Linked DNA regions of Mus musculus: regions 1, 3, 4 and 5 are each linked to region 2. The links are chromatin contacts, called in public HiCAR-type, HiChIP or PLAC-seq and promoter capture Hi-C maps. All regions are on one chromosome and are shown on one strand. The core of a region is the stretch at or near the end of the contact, and the rest is flanking DNA. Distances in the headings are between cores, read along the strand shown. Region 1 overlaps Pdk4 (pyruvate dehydrogenase kinase, isoenzyme 4). Region 2 holds the start of Vps50 (VPS50 EARP/GARPII complex subunit). Region 3 holds the start of Col1a2 (collagen, type I, alpha 2). Region 4 overlaps Ppp1r9a (protein phosphatase 1, regulatory subunit 9A). Region 5 holds the start of Pon3 (paraoxonase 3).

What was found. Promoter capture Hi-C pulls out the DNA fragments that hold promoters and counts their contacts. HiCAR-type assays count read pairs that join an accessible place to other places. HiChIP or PLAC-seq counts read pairs in DNA pulled down with a chosen protein or histone mark.
Region 1: a contact with region 2 is called in a promoter capture Hi-C map of liver, with 3 times the contacts expected there. The contact joins the enhancer-like site here to the promoter of Vps50 in region 2. A contact is called at or near these places in 8 of 39 promoter capture datasets (the 3T3-L1 cell line, the C10 cell line, cranial neural crest and 5 more), 1 of 115 datasets of contacts at active chromatin or transcription factors (embryonic stem cells) and 1 of 9 other capture datasets (embryonic stem cells).
Region 3: a contact with region 2 is called in an H3K4me3 HiChIP or PLAC-seq map of stem cell-derived neural progenitor cells, with 6 times the contacts expected there. The contact joins the promoter of Col1a2 here to the promoter of Vps50 in region 2. A contact is called at or near these places in 5 of 39 promoter capture datasets (3T3-L1-derived adipocytes, cranial neural crest, embryonic stem cells and 1 more), 4 of 484 Hi-C or Micro-C datasets (embryonic stem cells, palatal mesenchyme and ventricular fibroblasts) and 2 of 115 datasets of contacts at active chromatin or transcription factors (embryonic limb bud and stem cell-derived neural progenitor cells).
Region 4: a contact with region 2 is called in a promoter capture Hi-C map of pre-B cells, with 6 times the contacts expected there. The contact joins the enhancer-like site here to the promoter of Vps50 in region 2. A contact is called at or near these places in 6 of 39 promoter capture datasets (the C10 cell line, cranial neural crest, frontonasal cranial neural crest and 2 more) and 6 of 484 Hi-C or Micro-C datasets (the AtT-20 cell line, brain, cerebral cortex and 3 more).
Region 5: a contact with region 2 is called in a HiCAR-type map of astrocytes, with 9 times the contacts expected there. The contact joins the promoter of Pon3 here to the promoter of Vps50 in region 2. A contact is called at or near these places in 10 of 39 promoter capture datasets (the 3T3-L1 cell line, 3T3-L1-derived adipocytes, the C10 cell line and 5 more), 2 of 484 Hi-C or Micro-C datasets (the AML12 cell line and B cells) and 2 of 115 datasets of contacts at active chromatin or transcription factors (astrocytes and pro-B cells).

The regions. Positions count from the first base shown.
Region 1 is chr6:5,483,860-5,486,559 of GRCm38.p6, reverse strand. Pdk4 (pyruvate dehydrogenase kinase, isoenzyme 4) reads left to right here. Exons shown (of 11, transcript NM_013743.2): 11 at 968-2,700. The coding sequence ends at 1,111. Among named protein-coding and RNA genes, the nearest start is that of Pdk4, 11 kb to the left of the region's middle. Within about 2 kb of position 1,324, at least 7 of the 459 cell types and tissues checked have an H3K27ac peak or open chromatin away from gene starts, as enhancers often do. A contact at or near this core is called in liver, where this site is marked.
Region 2 is chr6:3,497,091-3,499,790 of GRCm38.p6, reverse strand. It overlaps Vps50 (VPS50 EARP/GARPII complex subunit), which reads right to left and starts at 1,398. Exons shown (of 28, transcript NM_024260.5): 1 at 1,236-1,398. The coding sequence starts at 1,268. It also overlaps a transcript of Hepacam2 not described here.
Region 3 is chr6:4,504,201-4,506,900 of GRCm38.p6, reverse strand. It overlaps Col1a2 (collagen, type I, alpha 2), which reads right to left and starts at 1,283. Exons shown (of 52, transcript NM_007743.3): 1 at 992-1,283. The coding sequence starts at 1,061.
Region 4 is chr6:5,093,730-5,096,429 of GRCm38.p6, reverse strand. All of the region lies in intron 6 of Ppp1r9a (protein phosphatase 1, regulatory subunit 9A), which reads right to left. Among named protein-coding and RNA genes, the nearest start is that of Gm52886, 40 kb to the right of the region's middle. Within about 2 kb of position 1,334, at least 16 of the 459 cell types and tissues checked have an H3K27ac peak or open chromatin away from gene starts, as enhancers often do. A contact at or near this core is called in pre-B cells, where this site is marked.
Region 5 is chr6:5,254,837-5,257,536 of GRCm38.p6, reverse strand. It overlaps Pon3 (paraoxonase 3), which reads left to right and starts at 1,304. Exons shown (of 9, transcript NM_173006.2): 1 at 1,304-1,384. The coding sequence starts at 1,311.

The sequences.
Region 1 (2,700 bases), core at 75-2,574, 2.0 Mb before region 2:
ACGTTCCTGTTTGGATGTGTGCACACCATACTTATCACACACAGCTTGCCCAAGAGAAAGCTAAGGTGTGCTCCCTGACCCAGTGCTGACCCAGACACAGCCTGAGCCCCAGAGAGGCAGCATCCTGATGGGGATCTTTCTCAGACAGCTTCTCTTTGGCATCTCTGAGGATAGCCAGAGTTCTTTTTTACTCAGCCTTGTGGGCTATATAGTGCTGAGGAAGGTTCAGACTAAAACATCAAAACCCAAGACCTTTGTGACCTTAAGCTGGCTCTATTTAAAACCCAGGGGAAAGATTACTCACAAGCCATCAGTGGGTGCCAGGTATTTCCTGTCTGAAATTTAAAACTGATTACATAGTTTCCTATCTCAGATAAAGCTTAAATTTGTTGGTTAGGATCACCTTCCCAACTCTGTTTTCAACAAAAAAAAATTTTTTTTAGAGCTGGTAAGACCTGCAACCTCAGTTGCTTCTAGGCTTCTTCCGTTTTGTCCGTTGGACTTAAATACTCACGTACCCTTGACTTTCTCAAATACTTGGTGCACTTATTCATTTCTGAAAGGGGCAAAAGTGTTCAAACTGTAGGGAAACAAGCCTATGACCGATGAGTAGTATCGTCTCAGGTCTCCATCACAGAAACCCAGGTTCCTTTCTGAAAAGAATTTCTTTTCTTTTCAACTCCATTATATCAGAGGTCTCCAACGGTCATTACTGAACACAAAATCTGTACCCAAGTATCTACAATCCCACACCTATAATTTAAGCTTTTATTGAATAAAGATAATAGTATTTTAGTCATGTTTTGTGAAATATCTAGAACACCCTGGGTTTGGTACATTTTTCCCACAAAATCAATTAAATGAGAGAACTTGAATATTAAATCATACCTCTGAATGTATTTTGAATAATGCAGTACAGCCATGCGTCATTTCTTTAAGTTGTTCTTTTTCTCTACTCTCCTTTTAGGCTTTATCTTCTGAGTCTGTAGAAAAGCTCCCAGTCTTTAACAAGTCAGCCTTCAAACATTATCAGATGAGCTCCGAAGCTGATGACTGGTGTATCCCAAGCAGGGAACCGAAGAACCTGGCGAAGGAGAAGCTGGCAGTGTGAAGCGGATGACGCCTGACATTTTACGGGATCAAAGTGGGTCTGTGGCATTGCTGCTTCGTGAATGTGTGTGGACTCTAGTTTCCGCAAAACAACGCAACACAAAACCAAGCAAGCAAAACACAAACACGAGTACAAACCTTGACCTGATGAGGGACAGAGCTTGGTTGGATGACCCGGGAGAAGTCAGGGCAGGGCTCCAGGGGATAACAGGTGTCCTGCTTCTCCTTTGGCAATGCAAAATGACTCCTGACTGTTCCAAATACTGAAAAGAAGTCTGCCTCTGAGTTACAGCTCTTTCTCAACAAGTACAGAGTTTGAGGCTTGCAGTTGCAACAGCTGGATGTTTGGTGGTTCTTGCTGCCAGCCAAATAAATTGGTGTTTAGTGAACATTTTCAGTGTTTCCCCGCCATGCAAAGCTTGGCGCCTTGGGAGAAATGTGTGTAAATGTACATTGTATAGGTATTAGTGTGCTCTAGAAAGGACAGGATGGAAGGAATCAAAGCACTTTATCGAGCTTGTGGCTGAGCATTGCAGCCTATGTGCAAACCCAGAGGAAAAGTATCTCTGTCAAGACAGCTCCAGTATCATGCAGCTTTTTATGTTTGCACTCAAAAAGCCAGTGCCTTCTGGCTGGTGCCGAGGCTTGGGTGAAATGTTAAATATGCACTGACCTCAGAAAGTCGAGTTCAAAAGGGAGATAAAATTGCCAAAGTGATCCAAGGATTGTGCATGTTGGGAAACCCATATGAGAGAAAGGATTCTCATACTTAGAACTTTCCTATGAAGAAATGGTGGTAAACTTTCTCTACCTAGAAGTAGTGGAAATTTCAAGGTCATCTTAAAAAAGATGTGCGTTGTATATTTTAACTACATTCTCTACACTCTAACATTAACATATCTATTCAAATTTGTCTAGTTGCCAATTGTCTTCAGAGTGTGAAAATTTAAATCCTTCTTGAAGTATCTTTCGTGAGAGTAGTATGGAAGTAAAACGTTCTCATATCAGGAGGATGTCATTTGTGAAGCATGGGGACATCATGAACTAGTGATGTGCGTGAGGCTTGGGAGGCTGAAGGGTAAGGATCAGCGGGAGGCCATCCATGTAGGAGAGAGAATTAAAACGAGGAGCGAGGGAAGCAATGGAGAGAGGGAAGCAAGAAAGGAACCAGAAGGCTGGCATCATCCTATTTCCCACAGGCTAACCCAAGGGATGCTCTGTGCCTTTCCTGGGGAGGGAAGGGGATGAACTGGTAGATTTGAAAGCAGTATGGCTTCTTCTGTGGGTCTCCCTCTTACTAGACAAGGTGAAATGATAATTCGTGTCAAATTAATGTGAAATTTTTTTCCTGCATTGTAATATTATGAGGCCTGAGTCGCAGTTGAGTTTGAAATTTGTATTTAATTTCACAGTGACCTAGAGCTAAGGTGCTCCCGGTTGTGGCAATAGGAGCCACAAGTATTTTCTTTCTTTCTTTCGTTCTTTCTTTCTTTCTTTCTTTCTTTCTTTCTTTCTTTCTTTCTTTCTTTCCTTCCTTCCTTCCTTCCTTCCTTCCTTCCTTCCTTCCTTCCTTCTTCCTTTCCTTTTCTT
Region 2 (2,700 bases), core at 149-2,648:
CTCCTCTCACCTCAGGATGGAGCAGCCTCCAAACCTATTCTCAAGTAAGAAGCAGCAAGACGCACAGCGCCAGTGTCCAACAACGTGAAAGGCTGCTAAGTGCCTCTGCCCCCTGCTTGTTTGTTTTATTATTCATAGAAAATTTTTTCCTAGTTTCTCGACTCAAATCAAGAAAAAGAAAAGCATTATGCAAGGATCACGTACGTACTGTCTATAAGAAATTACAAGTGTCTGTCCCACTACTGCTGACACTTTGAATCCTCAAGCAGGACAAGAAGTCTTCTGTTCTCTTGTTAAGAAAAAGAAATTATAAGTGAAGCTTTAAAGAAAGGACTCTACCAACATTTCTAAGCCACAATGATTTTAAAACTCATCTAAATTGCACTTCTTTCTTATTAAAACAAAGAAAAATTCTAATTATGTTTCAGTAGCTAAAAATGCTACAGTCAAAACAAAGGTTTCTGAAATAAAATGATCAATAAATACCTAAAAAAAACATACATTTCTTCAACTCCTCGAAGGAAGTTGAGACACAGTATTAGGAAGCTCTAACATATGTGAGACAAGATATAGTACCAGTCTTATTCCTGAATTATCATTCTGAAAAAAAAAATTCTTTGTCAGAATTTTATTTTTTAAGTAGCAATACACAAAGAATGCTGACATATACTAGCTTACTGGTGACTTACAATGCGATACTTTGAGATGGGAGGGGGATAGAAAAGGAATTGTCATTCCCATGTTTAAATCCAAAAACACAGCTACAAGTTTGGAGAGTTACTGCCAATCCACAACACTACCAATGTTGGCTACAAACAGCCCTTTGCCTTCACCCTTGCTCTTTCGAGTTTTCTCTACTGCACAGACCCCACCTCACTTTCCAGGGCACCTACTGGCAAACGACCACCAGTGAGGACGAGGGGGACGCTGCAAAGCAGCTAAGGCTGTCCTGGAAAGGAAACTAAAGCAAAGGAGAAGGTACAAAGACAGCCCAGCTCCCTGATTGGCTTTGTCTAAACGAAATGTTTGTAGGAAGACACTTCTTTCAAGGAGTCGAGGTCGGATCTAGGAGGCTCAGTTGAGATTTCCAGTGTACTACTTAGCTGCCCAACACCCCTGAGCCCCGCCACCCACTATAACTTAAGCCTACGCCCGCCGCCACCAAGGAACTGGGCGTCTCGGCGCCTCTCACAGCCGGGAGCGGGAAGCTCTTTAGTTCAGAAAACAGAACTCACCTGCCGGGTCATGAGAGATTTGATTTTTTGCATGTCGAAGTCGAGAGACAATTACCCTGCCTCGGAGAAGTAACAAATCACATAATCCCACCAGACAGCCGGCTACAACACAGGGAAGCCATAGTGAGTCGTCACGTGGAGCTGCCCGCCTGGGTCAGCCTTCCTTTCCCCGAGCATGACGGGAAATGTAGTTTTCCGGCTGCAATCAAAGGAGGAGGCCAACTTCAGTACTACATTTCCCAAGAAGCAGTCGCTTCAATGAACTGGGACTCCTTCTGTTCCAGAGCCACTACCTGGACTTGGAAGAGCGTTGGGCGAGGCGAATACCTATGACTTAGGTAGTCTGGCCACTGAACTAAACAACTCTGAAGCGTCTGTAGATAGTCCACTTTGACAAGATGCCCTCTAGGAGTGCAAGAGAAAGCACACCTGGGCTAGAGAGGCGAGGAAAGAGACTGATTGACCTCCATAAAGAGCACTTGGAAAGGTGACTTAAGACAAGGAATTTCCCAGTGGCTCTGGGTGTGCCCTGAGGAAAGTGGGAGGCAGGACCCCTAAGATACTGATGGCCAGCCGTAGGTTCTTCTTCATTCTTGGCATTTCCTGAAAACGCTCTAGAAAAATCAAAGGATTTCGTCTACCCCACCTATCATTTTTCTACCTGCTTTAGCAAAGGCAAGTCGAGGCAGATGTCAGTAAGTATGAGGGCACTTGTCACTTTAAAGCCCTGATCTTGTTATTAGTAGTATAAAGGAGAAAGTAACGGGGTAACTTTGCTGTGGGGGGCAGCAAACCCAGAGCTAATAACAATAGGTAACAATGAAAACTTACGAATTGGGAGAAATTTTGTTAATGGCTTCATGTGTATGACCTTATGCATTTATCTACATGAGCATCTTTTCCTTGTTTTGTTTTGTTTTTGTACTACAATTTTTCATACAATATGTTCTGATCAGGTCTCCCCTCCCCCAACTCATCCTAGATCTGCCCCTACCGCCACACTTGCTTCCACGCACCTTCTTTCTTTCTCCCTCTAGAAAACAAAACATGCAAACAAACAAACAAAAAGATTGAAAAGGAAAGAAAGAAAAACACAAGAAACACACCCGCAAGCTCGTATGCATGAACATCTTCTGGAGTTACCATCATCTTCATGTTAAAAAATGGTGAAACAGGCATGGAGAAGTTAAGATACTTACCTAAGATTGTTAGACGTATAAACTGATGACTTAAATGCTTAAAGGTTCCCGGTATTATGCTGAGGAGTGACTCCTAAATCAGGACACCAGTGCCTTTTAACTACATTAGTTTAACGTATTATAAAAACTAATAACTAATGTTTTTATTATAAAAGCAAAGCATAAACTTGACTGTATGGAGGGTTGGACACTAGCTCAGAAATCGCCTATGCAGTTGCCTCCTCTAGTGGCTGGCTTTTCCTGCAGATGCACTTCTCTTTGGGAGC
Region 3 (2,700 bases), core at 34-2,533, 1.0 Mb before region 2:
ATTCTTTCTTCAGGAAATTCTAGTTAGTTATACAACCTAGAAATGGAAAATAGCCTCGAAGTTGGCACATTTAGTATATACCCCACATTTTAGAAAAAGGCCCAATTGATTCATTTGAAGTCACATGGTAAACGAGTAAGAGACTCCTGAGAAGAATCCCCAGGCTCTTGAATCTCAGGACGAAGTTGATATTTCTCACATCTGTTGTTTTCGTGTGTGATTACAGGTGGGAACTTGTTGAAGTGTAAGTGAACAGAGCTTATTTTAGTTAAAAGTTACCATTTCCATGATCAGGTAATGGATTGGGACGCTGCTTTGACTATTCAGAAGATAAAAGCTGAGGCCGAAGCAGCCCGCTTCTCAAGATACACCATCTGGGTTCTTTACATATGGCCCAGAAATGTAAATTACTCCATGGACCTGGGAAGTCTTTAATTGGAATTCCTAGCGCTTAAGGCCTGGTCCCTGTTCCTGCACTTTACCCCCTCCAGGGGGCGTATTTTTATCATTATCTTCATCAACGTCATCCAGAGCAACTCGGCCGCCCACAAGAAAATGGAGTCCTGTGAGTTTTGTATTATTCTATTACGGGGCTTTCTAAACTAGGCCTCAAGTTTCACAACGTGACCACGGGCATAATTCTGGGAATTGAAGAGTGGAGCCCTCTCAGTCGTTCATGCTGTCAGCCAGGTTTATATCTTGAGGCAACCTTCTTTGCCTCTTTGTGAGCTTCACCAACCGGGGCATCCGGGCTAACAGTCTAGTTTTAAGGGAAAAACTTCCCCCAACTCTTGGCAACAGTCAAGTCTTTCATATTTCCATTCTTTTCCCATGTATCTCGTGAACCCTAGTGTTTTCTCCGACAGATTAGAGGGCGACCTCACAAGCTGTATGTGGAATGAATGTGTGAAGTTTCCCTCTGTTGAGATAAGGGTGCCCACCTATCCAGCCTCTCTCCTTCATCTCCCCCAAACAAGCAGAAGACACTTACATTGGCATGTTGCTAGGCACGAAGTTACTGCAAGCAGCAACAGAGTCCGCGTATCCACAAAGCTGAGCATGTCTACCACTTAGACATGCAGACTCCTTGTGTTGCAGAGCCCCTGGGTCACCAGCGGAGGTATCACCTGGCGGGCGCAGGCATGCAATCGTGGACCGTTCCCTCCAACTTAGTCGAAACCTCCTGCTGCCGTGGTGCTAAAATAATAAAGCCCAGACCTGCCTTATTTATATGGGAAAAGTTTCCCCAGCCGGAGGGTGCCTCCAAAAACGTCTCCACCAATGGGAGGGCTAGGGCTAGGGGCCCGGGACTCAGTGCTGGGAGGAGACTGCGGGGGAGCAGGGGAGGGAGCCGAGGGGGGAGGGACGTGGCTACGGGGCTTCTTAAATTGGTTCCATTCTTTTTGAGGACGTGGACACTTTTGAGGCTTTCGAGGGGGAACTCTGACTCCCTGTCTGCATACCTCCGCCCTCCCCAGCCACCCGCCCTCTCTCGCCCTTGCCAAGTTTGGAAGCACTTTAGGACACCTACGTGGGCTCTTTACAGATCTCCGGGCGGCGGGGCAGGTGTTGAGGGACCTGGAGGCCGAAGATGAAAAGGCAGGAGCTGTCCAGTCCCGCTTCACTCTGTGCCCTGCGGGCCATCTGCAGGCTGGAGGGGGCTGGGGTGTGAGGGGAGGAGGGTGACAGCGTGGCGAGCTCTAGAGCTGCCCTCATGGGTTGGCTCCACCCCTGCCCCCTAATTTCCCCAGTTTGGGGGGGCCTGTGTGCCCATAATCTCCTCTCTCCTCTGTCTCTCTATCTCTCTGTCTCTCCCTCCCTCCCTCCCTCCCTCCCTCCCTCCCTCCCTCCCTCCCTCCCTTCCTCCCTCCCTTCCTCCCTCCCTCCTCCATCCTCTCTCTGACTCTCTCTGTCTGTACCCCCCTCTCTCTCGTTGATGAGGGGAGCAGGCATCAAGAGATAAACTGTGCATTATTACATTTACTTTGGTTAAGCCCCATTTCCAGCCCCATGTACAGACCCCATGAAGGATTACCAGCCAGACTCAGATGCCGAGCCTGGATCAGATAACAGATCAGTGAACACTCAGCCTTCTTGGCCTTGCTGCCTATTTATGACCCCTTCCACAGCCACTGCCAGGCACCCCTGCCTGCATCTTCACACCTCCCATCATCCCTAGGGCGTATACAACCTCTTCCTTAACATCCCAAGCTGTCCCCTCCAGAACAGATGCAATCTCTCCCCATCTTGGGAAGAGACTTTGACTCTGAAGAATTGGAGTAGGAGACTTTGGCTGTCCAGGACAGCGGCAGAGACATAGTAAATTCTCCTTCCCAAAGTTTCTTGGAGTCTTCCAAGTTACCCGGGGCCGCAGGCTCCTCTTGGCCTGCCGAGCATCCATCATGAGGCTGGAGAGACCTATTCAGACTCTCATTATGTCCCCAAAGTCACAGCAGACACAGCATCTTTAGGCCATTTTTATGTTCATGAAGAAGGAACTGGCGAACTCCTTGGGAAACCTTCCCCCTTTCGACTTCCCGGTGAGGAAGAATTTCTAAGTAGGTTAGCTCCATCAGCAGCTGCTATAAGCAAAAGGTTCTGGATATTGCTAACTGGCTTCTCTTTCTAAATTAAAAAAAATGCTAGAAATAGAAGAGAATAAACATTTCAATAAGGTTATTTCAATCCTGTGAAAAACAC
Region 4 (2,700 bases), core at 85-2,584, 1.6 Mb before region 2:
TTGGTAGGAAAGCAGGCATGCAGACATATTAAAGCCTGTAGCACACACAGGACCTGTATGCAGTAGCCTATGTTTTACTGAAGAAACATAAGCTTTCAATTACAGGACATTGGCAATGTGGGGACCAATGATCTGAGTTCAAATGCTGCCTCTGAGATTTGAAGGAACGTTCTAGATCAAAATTTTGATCTTTTCACCTGTCAAGTGAAAAGCAAAAGAAAACAAACAAAAAATAGTTCCTTACCAAGACAAGATGTCACTGTTAAATGACATGGTGCCCGGAAAGCATTTAACAGAATGACAAATGACAGATAGTCAAAAGAGCTGATGTTTGTGATTGGTGTTGTTGGTGCCAACATTGCGGTGGTGCCAGAGCCTGAAGCCTCCGAAAGCCTCTATCTGGTAAGCACACGTTCACCCAGCTGTTGCCTTGTACCTGAGATTCCTCAGGACTCCACGCATACATCCTTTATCAGTATTTTGACATAAGACATTCCTTTCCTAAACTGACTCCTTTTCTTGTGTTACAAGTGTGGAGCAAGTTATATCAAACTCAAGCAAAGTCCTGTGCCTCAGTGTCTCACAGCCTCTCCACACGTCTGTCGGCATGGTCCACGATGCCTATCCACGCACACCCTGTGAAGTGAGGCTCCCTGTCCTTTGGCCCCGTGCACACCTCCAACTCTCAGTCACATCTGCCTTTTCCCATCAAATGGAAGCTCCTTAACTGTGCCAGGTACAATTTATCCCTGGAATCCCAGTGGCCAGTTTGGCACGCAGGAGGCCCTGAACAAATGTTTGCTGAATAAATTAAGACAGTTGCAGCCACATCTGCACACTATGGCAGAGCCTGATTTTCCTGTTAATCTCAGCTTTCCAGTATGAAATGCCGTTAAGCACAGCTGCAGCTGAGGCCGAAATGGCCCTACTGGGGATTTTCTCTTGCTAGGCTCAACCATTTGCAGTCATTTTTGCTATAGCAATGTTTACTCTGGTGAATCCTGGGACACTAAGTGGTGCTAATCATAAAAATAGCCTTAATTATGCAGTTTGTGGGAATTTGTTTACTGGATTTGAATCCAGTTACATATATTCTCAGACTTAATTCTGAGAGAAAATAGAGGAGAACTCTGTCTATAGAGCAAGACCTCAGACAAGGCACTGATGCTAGCTCGACTTTTCAGTGTGAAGTACAGTTAAACACATTCTCCATCCACAAGATTCTAGCAAAAAGCATCTTCCCCACAAAGAACATCTCCTTTTCCAAGCTGGGTCAGTGACGTCCGTGTGGCCTAGTTTTGAAATATTGAGCCACTGAAGAGTCTAAACATTACTGCAGCGCTGTGAAGCACTTTCTTCTGAGACTGTTCTAACGACACACATGAGTGACACACTCAGGGCTCTACCCCAGGCAAGAACACACTTACAGACCGTGAGACCTTCTCACTAGGACTATCTTCCCCCTCTTGTTTGGACAGGATAACTACAGAGTATTACAACAAAAGCACGTCTTTGGGACTAGAGAGAGCAGGTCTCCAGAAAAGCCTGAGGCCCAGAGAAAAGTTGAAAGATTTCAATGTCATTGTATATTAAGGGGATTCAAGTAACTAATTACACAAATCTCCAGTGTGATGCCTGGCCTGTGAGGCATATTCATCACTCTACCCTTTACTAAGTCCCTTAAAATGTACCGGGTTTGTGAGCTTGGTTGTTTGAACTTTAGAGAGAGGGGTGTTTCAGCTCACAGTTCTCGAAGTTCAAAGTTAAGGGGCCACACATGATAGTAATCTCCTTACCGGCAGACAGAGCTATGAGCTGGCTCAGTAGATCACATGGCAAGAGACAGAGAGTCTGTGCATGAGCACATTCAGATGTGTGCATGTTTTTACCTGTTTATGGCATCTCAAACTTTATTTCAGAGAATGCTTGTTGGTTTTCATATCCTTGTCAGTACCTAGTCTCCAAGAAGAAAAACAGTTTTTAAAAGATCTATTTTTACTATTTTAAATTATGTGTAAGTGTGTGTTTATGCAGGGGTGCATGCACACGACTGTTGATATCCTTGGAGGATAAAGGCATAGGATTCTCCCTTGGTGGACCCAGCATGGGTCCTGAGACCTGAAGCTAGATCTCTGCACAAGCAGGAAGAGTGCTTAGCTGATGAGCCATCTATCCAGGCCTTGAGTGGAGAAATGTTTAAATACCTAGATTACTCGGATAGCCCTGGGTTCCCAATCTTCAGGGGCTCAGCTCATTCACCTACCACACTGCTGATAAATTATTATCATAGCAATTTTAACTAGAGATCTTTAAGTAAAATCTCTTCCAACTACTCAAATTCATGTTTCTTTTCTTCAGTACTCTGTATCAATTTTGCTACTTCATTAATTAGCTTTGGATTTTAATGTTTTCTTTAGTTTGTACCGGCATACTCAAAACCAAGGTCACTCTTTTATTTTATTTTTTTTGGCCATGGTGTCTCAGTGGCACAATGACCTCCGTGACACTGCTTCCTGTGCTCTACTGGGATCCTTCCTCTCCAGTGTGGACTGGACCTAGCAATTCAGCTGCAGCTAAATACAAGGGAAGTAACTAACTTAGTTACAGGAAGTGTGACTTGTGCCTCTTTTGTCCTGGCTTGTTCTCTGTGTCCTCACTATTGGGAAGCAGGAGTCCAGGTTCTGAGCAGGAAGGGGCCAC
Region 5 (2,700 bases), core at 55-2,554, 1.8 Mb before region 2:
ATACATCTGAAAATAAGCCACAACCATCATGAGAGCTGCGCAGGTGCACCAGGATACTGGCGAATCCATTTTGGTGGAGACATGCCCCTGCTGCCCTGATTAGCTGAAGCTGCGTGCCTGGTGAGGTGACGTGGCCTGCTGTGAGTGGATGAGGGCTGAGAGTATATAAGAGTGAGAGGCCTGGGTCAGAGAAGGAAAAAAGATGAGAGAGAAAGTTGAAGTGAGAGAGATGAAGACGGAAGTTTGCTGAATAAACTGTTGTTAGAAGGACTGGTGGTCGTGTTGTTCTTGCTGGTCAAGAGCGGACGCTACACCTTAGTCCTATAAAATCTACCTATTTCAAAAAAAAGCTCTCTTTTTAAACTGAATTCTGCTGCTGCTACCTCCTATTAGTAACTAAAAAGAGATGATCCTTGAAGGTGCGATGTTCCCTAAACTCAAGTGTCTGGCCATCTTCAGTCTCTCCAACAGTATTGTTTATCTGAAAGGAAAGTTTGCTCTTCATTGGAAAGACCTGAAATTCACAGAAGAGTAAGACTCTCCCATAAAAACGATATATTGTTGTTGATGTTATTATCATTATTATTATTAATATTATTACATTCTGCTCATCTTCCAGATTGCCAGACAGATGGACTTGTCTACCACCATGAAGGCACCAGGAAGTTCTGAGCCAAAGTTCAGAGCTCTGGTTCCTCGAGAAGGATGAGCCAAAGGGCTCGTCTTTCAGGATTTTCTTCTTCAGGGTGTATATGGAGCAATTTCTCCTCTTACATGCAGCCTGCCAGAACTCTGAAGCTTTAGTCTATGAACTCTGGCTTCCCAGGCAGCTCTCTCACATCACTCCACTGGAGAAGCTGAGGTTAATTGAGTTCTGTGACTTTAAGAAACAAATTTTCCACACCGTGAGGATTCCAGCTTGTGAGTTCAAACCTGAATGGTCCAGAGTTTAGCTGACCTTAGCCTAGGCAGAAATATGTTCTTGGACCGCTTGCCTGGAGAGCCAGCCTTAGAATCTGCACATTAAAGTGGCCTTGAACCATCGCTAATAAAGGTGGACTTGAATCAGAAGAACAAAAATCCCCTTGAAACTCAAGTAGACAAGTGGCTTTGAGCCCTCCATGTGGAGGTGGCTTTGAGCCTTGGCGCAGGAGAGAGCAAAACTCCCAAGACTGCTAGAAAGGATCAGCACAACTGCCAGGAGGTGCAGGCAGGCGGGGCACAAGGGACTGATCAGTGGGCGGGACCCTGAGTCCGCGCCCCAGAGCGGCACCAGTCTTCCTGCTTTTTGCCTAAGGCACCCAGACACCATGGGGAAGCTTGTGGCGCTGACCTTGCTGGGAGCCTGTCTGGCCTTAATAGGGGAAAGGCTGCTGAATTTTAGGTGAGTGGGCATCTCCATGGAGATGGCTTCAGCTCTTTCCTTTCTAGTCCACATCAGGGAACTCCTGCTTCCAACTTCCTAGCGTTTCCTTCCGGAAAGGAGCAGTTTTGGAACCTCAGTTCTTAGTGACCTTCTCCTTGAGACTCGTTCACTAGCAAAGGGGACAGCTGCGTGCCTTTCTAGGCTGCCAGGGTAGGAAAGCCCACGTTTGATTTCTGAAGGTTGGGTACCTTTTCCAGGTCTTCTGCTACATTGCCTTTGTGAAAGACCAAGTCATTTGGAAGTGTTGGACTTGGGGGAGGGGATCAGACTAGCAGCTGGGTGTTTATAGCTGACTCAGACACTGAAAGTGCGGGCCGTTCCAGAACCCATGCCACATTGGAAGATGAGCCAGGAAACAGGGAAGAGAGCTGAACCCCGCGGACAGGAACTGACTTGAAGGGTAGTTGACTTTTTGAAGTAGAAGATCCGGCAGGGAAACCCTCCCGGAATTACTGTCTCAAGCAAACTCAGTTTGATCTGAAAGATTTTTTTTTTTAAAGGTGGGTTCTTCTCCTCCCTCCCCTTATTGCTACTTGGGGCTAAGGCCTCTGCTTGTCATCTAGTTGTTTTTATTCTTTCTCTGAGGAGTGACTAGTCTCAGAGGTTCGCTGCTGCAATCTGTTCAGACACTGATGTCTGTTGGCAACGCTTTCTAGTCCAGCTTGAGAGGGCTCGTTGTCCCGCCTGCTCCCCAAACAACAAATGGCAGAATCTTCAAATAGTAAATTTAAGAGTGGTACAGCTAGGAAGACTAACACTTGCCTCCCCACCCTCACCCCCAAGTGTTAAAACCATACCTCTAAAGGATAATTTTTATAAATGATCAAAAGATAAATCTACCTTCAGTCTTCTTGAATACAGTTCAATTAATATTTTAATTTCTACCTAGTATTTAGAAGTCTATTTCAGTGCAAGGTAAGAGCGCTGTGCTGAAAAGCACTTTGGCTAACTAATGCCTTTAGTAGTGTCAGGTCCATAAGGTACCTTTGCTAAGATAAGTCAGCATAAGCTTAGTTGAAATGAGGAAGTTAGAGCTAAAGTTATCAGTTCAGCTCCTTGGAGACCTCAGAGAAATTTGGAATTTTTTTCTCCCTACTGGAGGAAGGAGGTCCAAAGAAAACAAGAAAATATGAAATGGGTAAGTACAGATTCATATTAGGTAATAGTTAAGAATATGATGTAATGCTGTTTGTTTGTTTTTTGTAATGCTGTTTTGTTCCTTTAAATGAAGAATAGTGTTCGGTTCTGCCTAGCATTAAGTGGGGTCTTATATT